Regions from separate parts of the Mus musculus genome. Here regions 1 and 3 are each linked to region 2. Evidence: chromatin contacts called from public Hi-C data. All regions are on one chromosome and are shown on one strand. Each heading gives the region's core, a stretch centred on a gene start, on an enhancer-like site or on the middle of the called end of the contact. The rest is flanking DNA. Distances are from core to core; before and after follow the strand shown. Region 1 overlaps Gm50597 (a long non-coding RNA gene). Region 2 overlaps Rab2a (RAB2A, member RAS oncogene family). Region 3 has its middle 5.3 kb from the start of Gm50597.

Region 1 (2,700 bases), core at 14-2,513, 550 kb after region 2:
AGCCAGGACTGAAGGCTGGGATGCCTGGCAGCTACCAGATGTGGCTATGATTGGACATGGAATGGAGAGGGAGGGTTGCTGAGACCTTCCCCCAGGCCAGCTCCAGTGGAGGCAGAGAGAAGATAGTATACCCTTTAATCATGAAGGGCACATTCTAAGACCCTCAGAGGAAGCCTGAAACTATTCATCCTACTGATACATATATCCTTAGGTATATTTAATATATTTCTACATATACACACCTAGGTCAAAATTTAACTTATAAATTAGTAAGTTAAATCTATAAATTAACCTACAACAAGGTTCAGGAAAAGGTTAACGAGAGCAGTAAGACAGAAAATTACAACAAACGTTAATAGTCATTTTCTCTTGTTTTCTAAATGTCTTTCTGAAAGTGTAGATCTTAACAATGTTACTAGACGTTTTGTTCTTTTCTTATTAAGCTTATTATTATAGCACCTTCCCATTTATCAAAAGCACTTTCCAACTTGTCTTTGGCACGCCTAAATTCCTAGCATTGCCTGTCTTGCTCGAAGGGGTTGTTGTACAAGTAAATTTGGTTTACTGAGCACAAACTTTGTGATACCTCAATAAGCGAGCTGAGGGTCACGTGAGTAACGGGAAGGTAGCCTATATAGTGTGGATACAGAGAACAAAGGTTCGATTCTCATTCCAGATAGGAAGGGACTGGATACTGTGAAGTGTCATTGCCCCACTTAGAATAGCATTCAATACAAAACGTACAACTTACTTATGTATGGAACTTTCCACGTAACATTTTCAGAACGTGGGTGAGGACAGATAATTGAAACCTGGAAAAGAAAGACTGCTGGAGTGATGTGGGTTGGGCTAGCTGAGTAGAGGGATTGGGTTCCCATTGTGAGGATTTTATGGGGCTTGTGGCTGGTGGCATACGTTTGTATTTTATCCTCAGATCCGACCTGTCCACCCTATGCACTGTCGCTCTTTTCAACTTGACCTCATTTGACCTTGTCAGGCATCTTCAACATCCATCAGTCCTTCAGGGAGGAAAGCCTTTGGACACATGGCTTCTCGCCATTATTGGTGTGCAGACAACTTGAAAATTGGCAGAGGAATCCATGCTGGCGAAAGAGCAGTTGAAAGACCCTCAGAAGAGGTCGGGATGCCCTTGGAGGAGGTAGAAAACTTCATGTGTTCCACGCTTCTCACAGCCCCGCTGGGCTCCTGTGGCTTCTCAGTGTCTCATTTCCAGGCTATGCCGGTGCTCCACTCGCCAGCAGAGGGCAGCATTGAGACATCAACGAAGGCGGACTTGGGCGCGCGACCGCCGGGAAGCAGAGCCTCAGGATGGCTGCTTGTCGGAAGCTTTAACCTTTTAAGCAATTCTCCGGGGAGCCCTTCCTGTCATGTGTGGGCTGCCCTAAAATGAGCAGGTGATAGAAATGAAATATTAAACAATTCTGTTCTGCAAAATGAAAATGAGTTGTCATTTAGCATTTTTATCAGTCGATGACACATTCTTCCAGCTTCAGAAGGATTTTGTGAAAATGCAGGAGACAGTGAACTCATTTACCACCAAATCCTCAAGAATCACACGTGGGGGCGCCGTCATCAGGGGCAGGGGTGCAGGGCAGGCCAAGGCTGAGCCTTCAGGGCCGAGGGGCTGGGATCTGGGACCTGTGACGCAGGCCAAGGATGCAATTGTCCTGGATAGCAATACCGAGGAAGCAGGCACATCTCCAGCAAGGCTGTGTGTGGCCAGGCAGAAGGCAAGTCAGCTCACAGAATAATGAAAGGAGCTGAAGGTGGTGAAGTGAGGGCTGCGGGCAAGCTCGCTGGTCGCAGGAATCTCTTTCATACTGCTTTCAGAAGCACCAGCAGTGATGCCGAGCAGGGTTTTGTTTTTGTTTTTGTTTTTGTTTTTGTTTTTGTTTTTGTTTTTGTTTTGTGATTTTCACCTAGTGGCTTTGGTGGCAGCGAAGTCCACTCTGAGCTCAGGCTGTCAAAAGGGCGCTTTGCAGGAACCTGAGAGGGTCTCCAAGCAGAGCTGCAGGGAAGGGTGGGCCCCAGCCTTCCCCGGAAGCTCTTCAGCAGATTAAATCATGGCGTCTTTGGTAGAGGATTCCTGGCTGCCACACAAACAGCCCCTGCTTCCCCGTTTCCAGTGCGATTTATTTCTCTACAGACGGTATTGATTCTTTCCTCTATCCGATCGCTCCTGGGCCTGTGTAAATGAAAGCCCTCTTGTGTAATAGTCATGCCTATAGCTGGGCGATTTGGGCAGGCAGCTGCGTGTTACATGACCCTGTGAGAAGCGATGCATTTTGCTGGATAGATACAGTCGAAGCAAATGTTTGCAACTCATCTAGCAGCCCAACCTGTATTTACGAAATATTCACCCTGTTTTTTTTTTCCCCCTTTGAGTCAAAACAGCTCAAGAATATTTCTGTTATAATATTCATATGAAGGGGCTAGTGGCAGAATGAGATCATTATCTGTTGAGCCAGGTGCTGCCCTCTGTGTTACTGAGGGAAACAATCCAGACTTGTGCTCGGTTTGAGTTCATTTGAACTCATCCAGATGGGACTAACAATAATACCTGTTCCAGGTGGGTACAGATGCATCTGACATAAAATGGACCCAAAGCATCTGCCCCCTTTGGGTCCTGCATAGTGTGAGCCCCATTCTCCATTAGCCCCTCCTTTTCCTCTCCTTTCC
Region 2 (2,700 bases), core at 109-2,608:
CTCACTACTTTGTTTCAGGTGTCACATAGCTGTGACCACTAAGACCGGAGCTCATGAAGGCTAGATATGAGTATGGGGAGAGCAGAGTAATAAGTAGCTTAGAAATCTTTTCACAGAAACAGCTGACTTAACAAAGGCACAGGGTGCACAGTGATGAGAGCACCTAATAACAAAGAGTGCTCCTGCAGTGGAAGGTAAACCCCAGGAACCTCACATGTTATACAAGAAAATAAACTCAGCAGTGGTTTGTGAAAGCAAGTATAAAACTTTGAGCTGTTTTATATCTTAGCAGATACTTACCTCCAAAGGAATAACTCTTTTAAAAGGAAAAATTAATAAATTGACCTTTCAGAACTTGTGCTCTGTAAAGCATTCTTATGTTTAAAAAAAAAAATGACAGTTCTACATACCAAGATAAAACACTCTTTAAGCCCAGATCCAATAAAAGACTAACTCTAGACTTTAAAACCAAAAAATCAGTTGTGTGGTGGTGGTGTTCGCCTTAATCCTAGCACTCAGGCAGAGGCAGATGACCCCTACTGGAGACTGGTCTGCATTTTAAGTTCCATACCTGCCAGTGCTCCATAGCAAGACATTGTCTCAAACAAATGAGGCTTTAAGGAGATAGGGATCAAAGTAGCCCAGATGACCAGGGATGACTGTACCATATGCTGGTGGAGAGCACTCACATGGATGGTAGGACTGAGTAACACAGCCACTCTAGAAAACACCTCAGCAGTCTACACTAAAATGGAGCTCCCAGTCAACATAGCAATTATACCCATGGGCACTTAAGAGAAATGATTGTCTGCACAGCAACCTATAGGCCGATATTCATAACAGCTTCATTCATAACACTCCCAAGCTAGAAATAACCTAGCAAGCACCTTTTGGGTCTAAGGAAACTTCCTTACTAAAATATAAAATAGGAAAAACTGTTGTTATATGAAAATACTGGATGAAGCTCCAGGTAACTAAACTCACTTAAACACTAAGCCTTGTCCACTGTGTGATTTCTTCTGCCCTCTTTCCTTCAGGTGATGAACGCAGAGTCCACAGTACAGATGAATCACTGCCAGGACGCAGGAGGGTGTTGCATGGGAGGAAGTGTTAAGACTATAAAAAGACAACACTTAAGAGTCTATCTTAGTCACTGTTCTATTGCTGTGAAGAGATTCTGTGACCAAGGCAACCCATTAAAAAAAATCATTTGATCGGAGGTTTGCTTACAGTTTCAGAGACTTAGTCTATTATCATCATGGCAGGGAGCATGGCGGGCATGCACATGGCAGTCCTGGTGCTGGAGAAGTATCTGAGAGTTCTGCTTCCTGAGAGCTCTGATCCACAGCCTGCAGGAAGAGAACCTGGTATGGGCTTTTGAAACCTCAAACCCCCAGTGGCACACTTCCTCCAAGAAGGCCACACCTCTTAATCCTTCAAATCCTACCAAAGAGTTGCACTCCCTGAATGGTGACTAAGCATTCAAATATATGAGCCTAAGGGGCCATTACTATACAACTGACACAACATGCTACAATAATAATCTTTATTCTGTTTTACTATATTTTTTTTTGGTATTTTGTTTGTAAATAGTGTACTATAATTTCCTAGGAAGTCACCATTGGGAAAACTAAGGAAAAGCCACTGGGTGGTTGTATTACTTCATACAATTTTATATCAGTTGACAATTATTTCAATAAAAAGGTTGATCAAAAAAATTAAACAAAATAACTAACTTTGTGACTGGAGAAGTCACTTAATAGTTAAGAGCATTGGCACTTCCTGAGGACTTGGGTTCAGTTCCAAACACCCATGGTGATTCACAGTCTTGTGTCAATCCAGTTATGGGGAACTGATGCTATCTTCTGGCCTCAGTGAGCAGCCACACATGTGCTGCACATACGCACATCCAGGCAAAACACTTAAACCAATGAAATAGAAATAAATCTTCTTTTAAAATACTAATAACAACTTCATTTAAATTTGGTCCTTTATAAAGTTTTATTAGGGGGATCTAAAGATTAAATTATACTTTATAAATTCTTGAATACTAAATTTATTTTCACATTACTAGGTTAATAAAATTATGTTAAGTGTGACACTTGGAGTTTTCACGTATCCTTTTGCAAAAAGAGTACCTTTTTCTGTAGTTCAGTCCCTCTTAAATGTGTTTACCATGTACCAAACAAGATGGAGTTAATATTCAGGCCTGTATTAGATAGATAGATAGATAGATAGATAGATAGATAGATAGATAGATAGATAGATAGATAGATGGATAGATGGATAGGTGGATAGGTGGATAGGTGGATAGGTGGATAGGTGGATAGATAGATAGATAGATAGATAGATAGATAGATAGATAGATAGATAGATAGATAGGTAGATAGGTAGATAGGTAGATAGATAGATAGATAGATAGATAGATAGATAGGTAGATAGGTAGATAGGTAGATAGATAGATAGATAGATAGATAGATAGATAGATAGAGAATGTCTCCACAGTAATTGAAGATGTTAGATTAATATTCATAAAAACAAAAAGACAGCTAGTATGTATGGAATAAGAGACCTGATTTGAAGGTAAGACATCCAACTATTTATTCATGGTCTATATGGCATACTTTTTATTTTTTCTTAGATTTTTAAATTTTTATGTGTGGTCTTTTGCCCACATATATGCCTGTTGCTGGAGTTACA
Region 3 (2,700 bases), core at 11-2,510, 530 kb after region 2:
TAGTGAAATAAAAGCACACAAATATATGGAGTGTACTTAGATTGGAAAAGTTGCCTCCTGGAAGAAGGCTGGGGACATGGAGACATGGGAATGCAGCAGCAATAGGAATAGCTGATACAGTGAACGGTAAGGAATTGGAACTAAGATGCTGCCGTGCCCATGGGGAGTGAGCACTTAACCTTTGGCGCAGGTCTCCTCTGGGTTAAATGCTAAAACCTCAGAAGAGAGCAAAGCCAGTCATAGTGGCGTGGTAGTCACCTTTCCACTTGAGAGAGCTTATAGAGGGGAAGGCTCATTTTGAATTCCAGGCTTGGAGGTTTCAGTTTAGGGCCATTTGGCATTTGGTCTCCTTTGGAGTCCCTGACTTCCCAATATGCAGAAGCACAGGTGGGTCCTCTCATGGCTGAGAGACCAACAAGAGAGGGAAAGGGGCTCGAATCCCCAGTGAGCAGAGGTCCACAGCTCCACTCTTACAAGTTCTACCACCTTCCAGTAGTGCCACCGGCTGAGGGACAGGCTCCAGTGACCCTTTCCAGGTTCCAGCATCTGATAGTATCTAGCTCTAGTAGGACTGAATCAAGTTTCAGAGATGACCCAGGTAAAGGGAGATAATTTGAGTTTGTCCTCTTAATCTATGTGTCCTCCTAAGGACGGATCAGAGGAAGGCAGAAAGACTGTGGGAAAGAATACAGGGACTCTGTCATAAGTTCCTGTCACTCAAAACCACTCACATGCCGCACATCATGATGGCCTCATCTACAAAGTACTCATAGCCACAGGTACGGCAGGGGAGTAAGACCTGTACTCATGGCCCTCAGAGTTGTGGTAAAACCAGATTATTTCAAGGTGCTCAGGCTGGGAGTAGAACTTGCCTGATTTTTTCCTGCAGCTTAGGGGCCAGCTTTCCAAATTCATCATTCGGCTCCCTTGTATCCTGAATCCTACTTATGATTTCTTGCGAGTTAAAAACTATTGACCCGACTCACACCTGCAAATCCAACCGTAAGAAGTCTGATTCTTGAGGGCTGTGGCAAGTTTGAGGCCAGCCTGAGCTGCAGAAAGACACCTTAGGTGCGGGTGGGGGTGGGACAGGGGGGTGGGAAGAGGAACAAAGAACAGCAAACCAGGAAATGAAAGGCTACGTGAGAGCTTGATCTTATGACTTCTCAGAAGGCGGTGAACATGATAAGGCTTTCCCACCAGAGGAAGGGGCAGTTCAGAAAGAACGTGATTAGATGGTGTTAGTCATCAAGGGAAGGCTCTTGAGAGAAGCCACAGCCCCTCCCCCACATCTGTTGCCCTTTCTGAAAAAGACTCTGACAGTTCGAAGCACCAAAACGTTACTGTCTTCCCTATTAACGTTTGTGGTTTCTTCTAGTTTTATGAGTGTGTCTGCTTTTTACAAATTAGTAAAAACCAGAGAGATACGTGATGCTTTAAAAAGTTTATAATTCAGACCTTTTTGTCTAGAAAAAGAAAATGTTAATTCCACCAGTGATTTTGTAACTTCCTTAAATCTCTTGTTCCTGATACAGAACAAAAGTCATTGACGTTTTAAGACCAGAAAATTGCAACAAATACATTTTTAATTACGGCAAACTAAAAAAATATGAATAGTGATGCTTTAAATTATTCCTCAACCTCTCATTTCTAATGAACAATATTTCAAAAAAAAATTTTAATTTTTAAAAAAGATTTATTTATTTATTTATTTATTTATTTATTTATTTATTTAATGTATATGAGTACACTGCAGCTGTTTTCAGACACACTAGAAAGGGACATCAGATTCCATTACAGATGGTTGTAAGCCACCATGTGGTTGCTGGGAATTGAACTCAAGACCTCTGGTAGAGTAGTCTTAGCTGCTGAGCCGTCTCTCCAGCCCTACATTTTAGGTTTTTTAAAAAAGAATTTCTATGGTTTTGAAATTACTGGAAATAGTCTCTTATTATTAGTTTAACAAGAATCTTTTTACACTCCTAAATTGGCAAAGTATCTGTCAGGGTGATTTTATCATTCCTTTGTAGAGTATTATGGCTTTTATTGTTTCATTTTTATTAAAAAAATTAATTTGAATATAATTACATTACTTCACTGTATCCCTGTCTTCCATTCAATCCCGCCCATCCCCTCCCACTTCCTCTCACATTGATGGCCTCTTCATGATTATTATTGTTACATATATATGCATTAATATATAAATATATCCTGCTAAATCCATGGCTTGGATGTATATGTTTTCATGACAGACTCACTTTGTATTGGACAGCCCATTAGGGAGCTGATCTGGCCAGAGGCTAATTTTCCATCTCTCCACAGTCATGAGTTGCCTGGAGTTCTTTGTTTAGGAGGTGAGACACAGATTTCCCCCTTCCACTTACTGGGTCTATTGATATTTACTTTATAGCCATATTGTTGAGGTATCATTATGAAGCGTCCGTGCCATTTCTAAGAGGCATAAGCTCACAGCAGACTTTCTGGTCCTCTGGATCTAATAATGCCCAGGGATTAAGCCCTACAGAGAACAGTCCAGTGCAAGGCAGCAACCACAGCTGTATTTTGGCCAGCCTGGGATTCTAGCCTTTTGATCCATGTTTACACTAGAGCTTTGCCCCTGTGCTGGAGTGGCCCCATGACCACACCAGACAAAAAGCAAGTTGGAGCAGGGCGGGTGGATGTGGGGGAGGAGGAGGGTGG

What was found. A called contact is a pair of places that touch in the nucleus more often than the background predicts.
Region 1: a contact with region 2 is called in a Hi-C map of bone marrow-derived macrophages, with 16 read pairs. The contact joins two enhancer-like sites. A contact is called at or near these places in 2 of 39 promoter capture datasets (embryonic stem cells and liver), 1 of 15 datasets of contacts at CTCF or cohesin (large pre-B cells), 8 of 484 Hi-C or Micro-C datasets (bone marrow-derived macrophages, brain, cerebellar granule neurons and 4 more) and 4 of 115 datasets of contacts at active chromatin or transcription factors (bone marrow-derived macrophages, embryonic basal ganglia, forebrain and 1 more).
Region 3: a Hi-C map of bone marrow-derived macrophages shows a contact between it and region 2, with 14 read pairs. The contact joins two enhancer-like sites. A contact is called at or near these places in 1 of 15 datasets of contacts at CTCF or cohesin (large pre-B cells), 50 of 484 Hi-C or Micro-C datasets (B cells, the C2C12 cell line, the CH12 cell line and 32 more) and 6 of 115 datasets of contacts at active chromatin or transcription factors (DN3 thymocytes, T-cell acute lymphoblastic leukemia, acute myeloid leukemia and 3 more).

The regions. Positions count from the first base shown.
Region 1 is chr4:9,134,713-9,137,412 of GRCm38.p6, forward strand. It overlaps Gm50597 (a long non-coding RNA gene), which reads left to right. Exons shown (of 2, transcript XR_001784233.1): 2 at 998-1,461. Gm34288 (a long non-coding RNA gene) reads right to left here. Exons shown (of 4, transcript XR_881105.2): 2 at 752-812. Among named protein-coding and RNA genes, the nearest start is that of Gm34288, 6.6 kb to the right of the region's middle. Within about 2 kb of position 1,264, at least 96 of the 459 cell types and tissues checked have an H3K27ac peak or open chromatin away from gene starts, as enhancers often do. A contact at or near this core is called in bone marrow-derived macrophages, where this site is marked.
Region 2 is chr4:8,588,358-8,591,057 of GRCm38.p6, forward strand. All of the region lies in intron 6 of Rab2a (RAB2A, member RAS oncogene family), which reads left to right. Among named protein-coding and RNA genes, the nearest start is that of Rab2a, 54 kb to the left of the region's middle. Within about 2 kb of position 1,359, at least 16 of the 459 cell types and tissues checked have an H3K27ac peak or open chromatin away from gene starts, as enhancers often do. A contact at or near this core is called in bone marrow-derived macrophages, where this site is marked.
Region 3 is chr4:9,114,856-9,117,555 of GRCm38.p6, forward strand. No RefSeq gene overlaps it. Among named protein-coding and RNA genes, the nearest start is that of Gm50597, 5.3 kb to the right of the region's middle. Within about 2 kb of position 1,261, at least 76 of the 459 cell types and tissues checked have an H3K27ac peak or open chromatin away from gene starts, as enhancers often do. A contact at or near this core is called in bone marrow-derived macrophages, where this site is marked.